Regions from separate parts of the Sus scrofa genome. Here region 2 is linked to region 1. A link is a contact called in public Hi-C data. All regions are on one chromosome and are shown on one strand. Each heading gives the region's core, a stretch centred on a gene start, on an enhancer-like site or on the middle of the called end of the contact. The rest is flanking DNA. Distances are from core to core; before and after follow the strand shown.

Region 1 (3,738 bases), core at 640-3,139:
ATTATAGAACTACCATATGATCCAGTGATCCCACAACTAGGCATATATCCAGACAAAAGTTTCATTCAAAAATATGCACCCCTACGCTCAAAGCAGCACTATTCACAATACCTAAGACATGGAAACAACCTAAATGTCCATTGACAAATGAATGGATTAAAAAGATACGGAACATATATACAATGGAATACTGCTCAGCCATAAAAAAGAATGAAATGCCATTTACAGCAACATGGATGCAAATAAAGATTCTTAAACTAAATGAACTAAGTCAGAAGAGAAAGACAAACACCATGTGATATGCAATTTAAAATATGGCACAAGTGAACATATCTACAGAACAGAAACAGACTCACAGACAAGGAGAACAGACTTGTAACTCTCAAGGGGGAAAGGGGAAGGAGTGGGATGGAGTGGTAGTTTGGGATTAGTAGATGTAAACTATTACATTTAGACTAGATAAGCAATGATGTCCTGCTATATAGCACAGAGAACTATATCCAATCACTTATGACAGAACATGATGGAAAATAATATAAGAAAAAGAATGTGTATATATATATATTGATATATATATAAATCACTGGGTCACTCTGCTGTACATCAGAAATAGAACATTGTAAATCAACTATATTTTAATAAAAAATGTTTAATAAACTGAAAAAAATGGGCCCCAATGAGCCTTGCTTTCTAATATTCACTACCCTTAATTGTAACAGGCTGAACTTACTGACTCCCTTGGAAGAAAGAGAATATGCAGAAGTGAAAATGGAGTATTGGCTATTATTACCTAAATTATATCACATGCACGGATGCTCCATCTCACCTTTCAACCCCCTTTCAGAGATTAAACAAACCAAGGCCTAGGAATAGTCTAACAGACATGCCAGGAGCTCCCCTTGTGACTCATTGGGTTAATAACCCAACACAGTATCCCTGAGGATTCAGGTTCTATCCCTGGCCTTGCTCAGCAAGATAAGGATCTGGCTTTGCCACAGTGCAGTGTAGGTTACAGATGCAACTCAGATCCAGCATTGCTGTGGCTGTGGCATAAACTGGAGGCTGCACCTTCAATTCAACCCCTACTCCTAACCCAGGAATTTCCATATAACACAGGTACCGGAAGTAAAAAAAGAGAAATGCCAAAACTAGGATGACAATCCAACACCCCAACATACTTCCTTAACATTATGCAAATAAAATAAACTCAAACATAATTTTTAAAAGGAAATAATATAAAATCTTTCTGAATCCTAGAAATTTTCAAAAACCAAAACACCACAAACTTTTCAGAGTGCTGTTACTGTATACTGTATACGGCAATCATCAAAAACGAAAATTATCTCACAGGGGTCAAAGACCTTCCCTCCTACTGCTCTCTCCGTATTTGCACAGAAAAGATAAAGAGCAGAGTCTCCGGGTAGATGAGAGAGCTCCTCCTCCTCCGACCCCAGTTTTCAGAGAGGAAAAGGAGCCTTGCGAAAGGGAGAGGACTAGTCCGTCGCTTTCACCGGGGGCGTTCCTGGCACATCTGGCCCAAGTTCCTTCAGTTCCTAAGGTGAGGCCAGGCCACCAAGCCTGAAGAAGGAAGGGGCTGCCGGAGTCCAGCCGGTAGGGGAGGGAAGTGAGAGCCAGGACTGCGAGGGTACCTCAGAGCCGCGGAGTGGCCAAGGAACGCACCGCCCACGGCTGCCAGCAGCACCCGTCGGGAGCCGAAGTGCCCGCGCGGAGCTCCGTCCCAAAGGGAGCGAGCGCCAGAGTCGTAAGGTTAGCGCCATGATCTAAAAACCAGAGGCCTGACCCTTCACCCCCTGGGCTCGCTACCCAGCCGGGCGGAGATAAAGGAGTCACAGTCCTTCCCGAGAAAGCCCCACCGACTTCCGGGGCGGTGCCTCTTTAGCGCAGCAGCTTCCGGTCCACGGGTCTGGCGGGGGAGGGAAATAGACCGATTGGGTGGGACTTAGCGGCCGAGGGGACTGAGGTGGTAAGCGCCCTTCTGGCCGCTGGTTTATTGGCGCTCCTTGTGCAGACTGGGTCTCTTGGTTTTGGCAGGAGAGATCGCCAGAACAGACTTGAAAGCTGGGAAATAGGCCAGAGGATTTACGTATGCAAGAAAATAATGATTTGTTATTCTCTGCTGCCTTCAAAGATGAGCATTTTGGTGTGTTTTTTAGGAAATAATGCTTGGAAGTAGTAAACTGCTCCACCTAAAGAAGGAAATAGAAGAGACTGAGAGACTGGGGGGGGGGGAAGGGGAGTTTCCCAGGGAGGAGAGAGATGCCAGAAATGAACACAGAACCTGAAGCCCATGCTGGTCTAGTAAGAAAGCCTAGGGAGAGGAGGCCTCTGGACAGGAAGTTGACGCCTTGCTATGCTATGGCAAGTGTGAAATAAAACCCTTAGTTTCCCCTCAAAATATTAAGTAAGGTCGATATTACTTCTCACTGGCTTGGAATTGTTGTAGAGGGAATAAACAGGTTTTGAATCCTGCTTCAGAGTTGATGTTGGTGAAAACCCAAGCTGCAAACCTACTATATGGAATATATGGGGAAAAATTATGGGCAGTAAAGGAAGATATTGTTTTTTTAAATTAGGTTGCACTTATATAGTACTTTTAATACTACATAGTGAGTTAACACACACATTTCATTTGAACTTCCCAACTACCTTGTTAAGTAACTGGGGTCCCAAGTTAATAAACTCGTGAACTATAGCTCAAAGAGATTTATTAGCCCAGGACTCATAGCTCATAGGTGTTGGTAGAGTAGAATCCATATCTTCTAACTCCAAGTCCAGTGCTTCTATATGATTTCCTTTATGGTTTATCACAGGATACGGAATATAGTTCCCTGTGCTATACAGTAGGACCTTGTTGTTTATCCATCCTATATATAATAGTTTGTATCTGCTAACCCCAAACTTCCACTCCCAATCCTTCCCTCTCAAGCCACCCCCCAACCTTAGCAACCAGAATTCTATTCTCTATATCTGTAAGTCTCTGTTTCATAGATATGTTTATTTGTGTCATATTTTAGATTCCACATATAAGTGATACCATATGGTATTTGTCTTTCTCTAACTTCACTTACTATAGTAGTCCCTAGGTTCATCTACATTGATGCAAATGGCATAATTTCATTCTTTTTTTTGGCTGGTAATATTCCATTTTGTACATATACTAAATCTTCTTTATCCACTCATCTGTTAGTGGACATTTAGGTTGTGTCCATGTCTTGACTCTTGTAGATAATGCTGCTATGAACATAGGGTGAATGTATATTTTTAAGCTATACTTTTGTCTGGGTATATGTCCATTAGTGAGATTGTTGGACCATATAGAAACTCTGCTTTTAGTTTTTTGAGGGACCTCTGTACTGGTTTCCATAGTGGCTCCACCAATTTACATTCCAATTTACAGTGTAGGAGGATTTCCTTTTCTCCACACTCCCTCCAACCTTTGCTATTTGTAGACTTTTTTTTTTTTTTTGGTCTTTTTAGGGCTGCACTCATGGCATATGGAAGGTTCCAGGCTTGGGTCGAATCAGAGCTGTAGCTGCTGGCCTCCACCACAGCCACAGCAATATGGGATCTGAGCTGCATCTGTGACCTACAGCCCAGCTTATGGCAATGCCAGATCTTTTGGTGGCCAGGGATTAGACCCACGTCTTTCTGGATCCTAGTTGGGTTTGCTAATGCTAAGCCACGATGGGAACTCCTTTTATTGATGGCCATTCTGGC
Region 2 (4,176 bases), core at 738-3,237, 1.1 Mb before region 1:
TTAAAAAAAAAAAACTGATACAAAGAAAAATTAATTTGGCCATTGTTACACTGTTAGTAATCAAGGAATGCCAAGATTCAAATCTAGGCAGACTAGATCGAGGGCTCTCACTATGTGACACAGCCTCTCATATACAAATGAAAATGCAATACAAAAATATGATTTAGTACTGCCTCGTTCAGGGCTGGGTTACTGCTTTAGTCCCTAGGTCTATTTGGTTAGACTATGTCTTGGGACAAACTATACCCATGGACCAAATCAGGTCAGGTACCCACTTTAGTAAATGAAGTTTTATTAGAACACAGCTATGTCCATTGGATTACATATTGTAGGGGCAGCTTTCCTGCTACAACTGTGGACTGCAGAGCCTGAAAGATTTACTTTTTGGTCCTTTTCAGAAAGATTGTTAACTCCTGGCTTAAGCCATATGCATTTAAGTCTATATTGCATAGTGGTAGGAAATGAACCATCCCAGTATTAAAATCCTCCAAAGGGAGTTCCCACTGTTGCACAATGGGATCTGAGGCTTCTTGAGATCAGATCTGAACCAAGCCTGGGGATGAAGGTTCTATCCCCAATCCAGCATAGAGAGTTAAGGATTTGGTGTTGTGGCAGCTGCAGCTTAGGTGGCAACTGCGACTTGGATCTGATCCCTGGCCTGGGAACTCCATATGCCTCTGGGAGGCCAAAAAATAAAATAAAATAAAATAAAATCCTCCAATGGTTCTTCCAAACCACAAGAAGCAATATGCTTTGTCCTGGCTCTAGCATAAATCTGTCAAAGGTATCCCCTGCTCCTTCTCTATATCCACCTGGCCTAGTGCACTAATTATTCTTTGAAAACACTTTGCATGTTCTCCCTTTCTTTCTTTTGCTCACATCCTCTCTATTGACTGAAATGTATACTCTCCTTCAATGGTCAGCCTCAGGAAACTATTTAACAGAGACAGCAACCCCAATAGTGCTTTTGAACCCCCACAGCATTCTAATTAAAAAAAAAAAAGTGAACTGAGTAGAAAACACATGATCATTAAAGAAGCATAAAATACACATAATAAATCATCCCCAAATTAAATAATCCAAAATCCTTCCGATAAGTATCCAAGATCCAACCACTCACCTAGTATTCTTTAATACTACTAGCCAAGTGTGGTCAGAACTGATAATACTACATGTGAAATATACACAAACACAAGAAACATAATGGAAGGTGCTGTTACCAGCAGAATACAAGTAGGATCACAAGAGGGAAAGATCTAGTAGAGTTGGTGACTGGAGGAAATTTCCTGGAGAAGGTGATAGCCTATTTGGTGAGATTTGAGATTTTCTCTGACAACCACTTAGAAAATGATGACATGAGAAAAACCCCCTGTGGCTCAGCCACAACCCACCCGACTACTATCCATGAGGACACGAGTTCAATCCCTGGCCCTGCTCCGTGGGTTAAGGATCCAGTCTTGCCTTGAGCTGTGGCGTAGGTTGCAGGTGTAGCTCGGATCCCCTATTGCTGTGGTGTAGGCCAGCAGTTGCAGCTTCAGTTTCAGCGCCTAGCCTGGGAACTTCCATATGCTGCAGGTGAAGCGCTAAGACAAAAAAAAAAAAAACAGAGAAAACAACCAGACAACCAAAAACTAGTACCCTGCCATGGGCCGAAGGCCCAGCAGGCACGGGGATTCAGGTCTGGGCCTGCAGGCCTGGCCCAGAAGGGCTGCCTGAGCCATCCAGCGGCAGAACCAAGCGACCAAATCACAGCAGCCAAGCCAATCCTGTCCTAACACCCGGAAACCTCCTGCCAGCCCGCTGGAAAATTTCTTTATTAAACTCTCACCAGACTTCCGAAAGCCTCGTGCGGCTGCTCAAGCTCCAAGTGACGCCAACTGCCTGCGCCCGCATCCTGGAAGTTCCGGGGGAGGGAGCCAGTCAAAAGTCCTCATAGCGGTCGTAGTTCCGCCCACCGGGCAACGCCCCGCCCACAGAGCGGAATCCGGGGCCCTGAGATCATCCTTACGCGGAGATAAGCCCCACCCACCGACCTAGCCCCACCCACCGACCGGAGTACAACTCTCCAAGCTCAGCCCATACCCGGAGCGAAGCCCCGCCACCTGGTAAGCTTGGAGCGAAACCCCGCAGTAGGCGTGGTTCCGCCCACCAGCTGGTTCCCACCCCCCTTACGTAGTCCCGCCCACAGAGCCAACCCTGCCGCGGAGCATTCTCTCTTGAATGTCCCAAAGCCTCGCGGGTAGAGCGAGTTCCACCCGCCATGGGAAGTCCTGACCCATTAACATCACTTGCCTTGTGCTGAGCTGAGGACCTCTACTCGGCTGGAACCAAGCGTCGAATTCTCCGAGTGGGTAAATAGAAACCACCCAGGGTGTCTGAGTCTTCCGACCCACGGAGACTATAAGACCATAACCCTGGTAGTCTGTCCTCAGCGGTTTACTGCTAGCTGGTTCTGCCCACCCTCCCAGGAGGTGGCGCTGCGCACCTCTGGGTGGCGCCCAGGGCTTGATTGGGATCTAGAGCTACAATCTCCAAACGGAGAGTCTGTAAAGAGCAAAAAGTTGAAATACTTTTCTCACTGAAGTTTTCTTGCTTTAAAAAGATATGTGTGTATATATATATATATATTTGGTCTTTTAAGGCCGCACCCGCGGCATATGGAAGTTCCCATGCTAGGGGTCAAATCAGAGCTACAGCTCCAGCCTTAGGTGCATCTGCGATCTACTCTGCAGCTTGTGGCAACTGCGGGATCCTTAACCCAATGATCAAGGCCAGGGATGGAACCCCCATCCTCCTGGAGACTATGTCAGGTTCTTAGCCCCCTGAGCCACAACTGGAACTCCTGACATTTTTATATCACTTTTGTAACGTGCTTGAGTTTTGCTCATAGTATCAAAATAAGGCCAGAATACCACTCTCCTTTTGCAAGTGAGAATACTAAGGCTCAGCGTCTAAGCCATTTTCGGGTATCCACACAGCTAGTAACTGACAAAGCCAAACCAAAATCCATGTGGTCTAGCCCTCGGTTAAGTCCTCTTCCCGCCAAGTCAGTCGCCTGCTTGTAGACCGATGAGCCACTTTTACAGTAAATCATTTTATTTATATCAATCACAAAAAGTTAGGGAATACATTAAGGAATGAGGAATAATTACTTGTCAATGTATTTTTATTAAAATTTTGTATTTTTTCCTAAAGACTGATTTTTAAAAACACCTTAAAGTTCTGGTATAAAATGCCCCTAATGCATGGGGGCAGGACCAAAACAACACCAAAGCGACCGAAAAGCATTAGATTCTTTCACAAGGCTAGAGTTATCCACAAATACTGAAGCAAATAAAGCATGTATTATGATTCCGTGAATGTGAAGTTGTTGATATATATGCAGAAGACAAATAGTTGCAATGGAATGACATTATAGTGTCTATGAAAACTTATGGACCTAGCTTTAATCTTGAATAGTTGAGATAGAAATACACACTAGGAAATAACATGGTTGTACAGGCAAGAGCAGTGACATTATATGAGATATGAGTGAGGAGGCATGAATTTTTTTTTTTACTTCTGTCAACAACCAACAGTGTGTTGTGGAAATGTTACTTCATTTCTCTGGGCCTCCCTTTCCCATGTAGATGGCCATTCAGAGAACATTCATTATCTGCTCAGCATTCCTTTCTGGGGAACCACTCTTCTCCCATTAAATGGTCCTGGTTGAGCTAATAAAATTAGTCCTTTTCTGAAGGTTTTCCAACCTGAGCTAATGGAGAATACAGAGTGTTGGTTTTAGGGGAAAAAATCTGAAAAGGCCTTGTAGAAATAAAGCATGGCATAAGCAAGCTGTAAACCCAGAAATGGACTTGCTGTCCTTGTAGGAGTGGAGGTAGACCTGTATGAATAGAGAAGTCTGGGTGTGAAGATACTGTTGAAAATGAGGCTGGTAAGATGAGCTAATGAAGGGCCTTGATAACCAGGCAAGGTTTATTTTATTTTGATTTTTTTAATTTTTAATTTAATTTAATTTAATTTAATTTTTTTATTTTCCCACTGTACAGCAAGGGGGTCAGGTTATCCTTACATGTATACATTACAATTACATTTTTCCCCCCACCCTTTCTTCTGTTGCAACATGAGTATCTAGACAAAGTTCTCAATGCTATTCAGCAGGATCTCCTTGTAAAT

Evidence for each region. Hi-C and Micro-C count contacts between places; a contact is called where the count stands out from the background.
Region 2: a Hi-C map of skeletal muscle shows a contact between it and region 1, with 3 times the contacts expected there. The contact joins the promoter of LOC100152714 here to the promoter of RMDN1 in region 1. A contact is called at or near these places in 3 of 47 Hi-C or Micro-C datasets (heart right ventricle, liver and skeletal muscle) and 1 of 2 datasets of contacts at active chromatin or transcription factors (alveolar macrophages).

What each region holds. Positions count from the first base shown.
Region 1 is chr4:50,343,037-50,346,774 of Sscrofa11.1, reverse strand. RMDN1 (regulator of microtubule dynamics protein 1) reads right to left here and starts at 1,889. Exons shown (of 9, transcript XM_021089160.1): 1 at 1,650-1,889. The coding sequence starts at 1,778. CPNE3 (copine-3) reads left to right here and starts at 1,375. Exons shown (of 16, transcript XM_021089156.1): 1 at 1,375-1,558.
Region 2 is chr4:51,466,782-51,470,957 of Sscrofa11.1, reverse strand. It overlaps LOC100152714 (carbonic anhydrase 13), which reads left to right and starts at 1,987. Exons shown (of 6, transcript XM_013996643.2): 1 at 1,987-2,105. It overlaps C4H8orf59, which reads right to left and starts at 1,804. Exons shown (of 4, transcript XM_005662997.3): 1 at 1,462-1,804. The coding sequence starts at 1,566.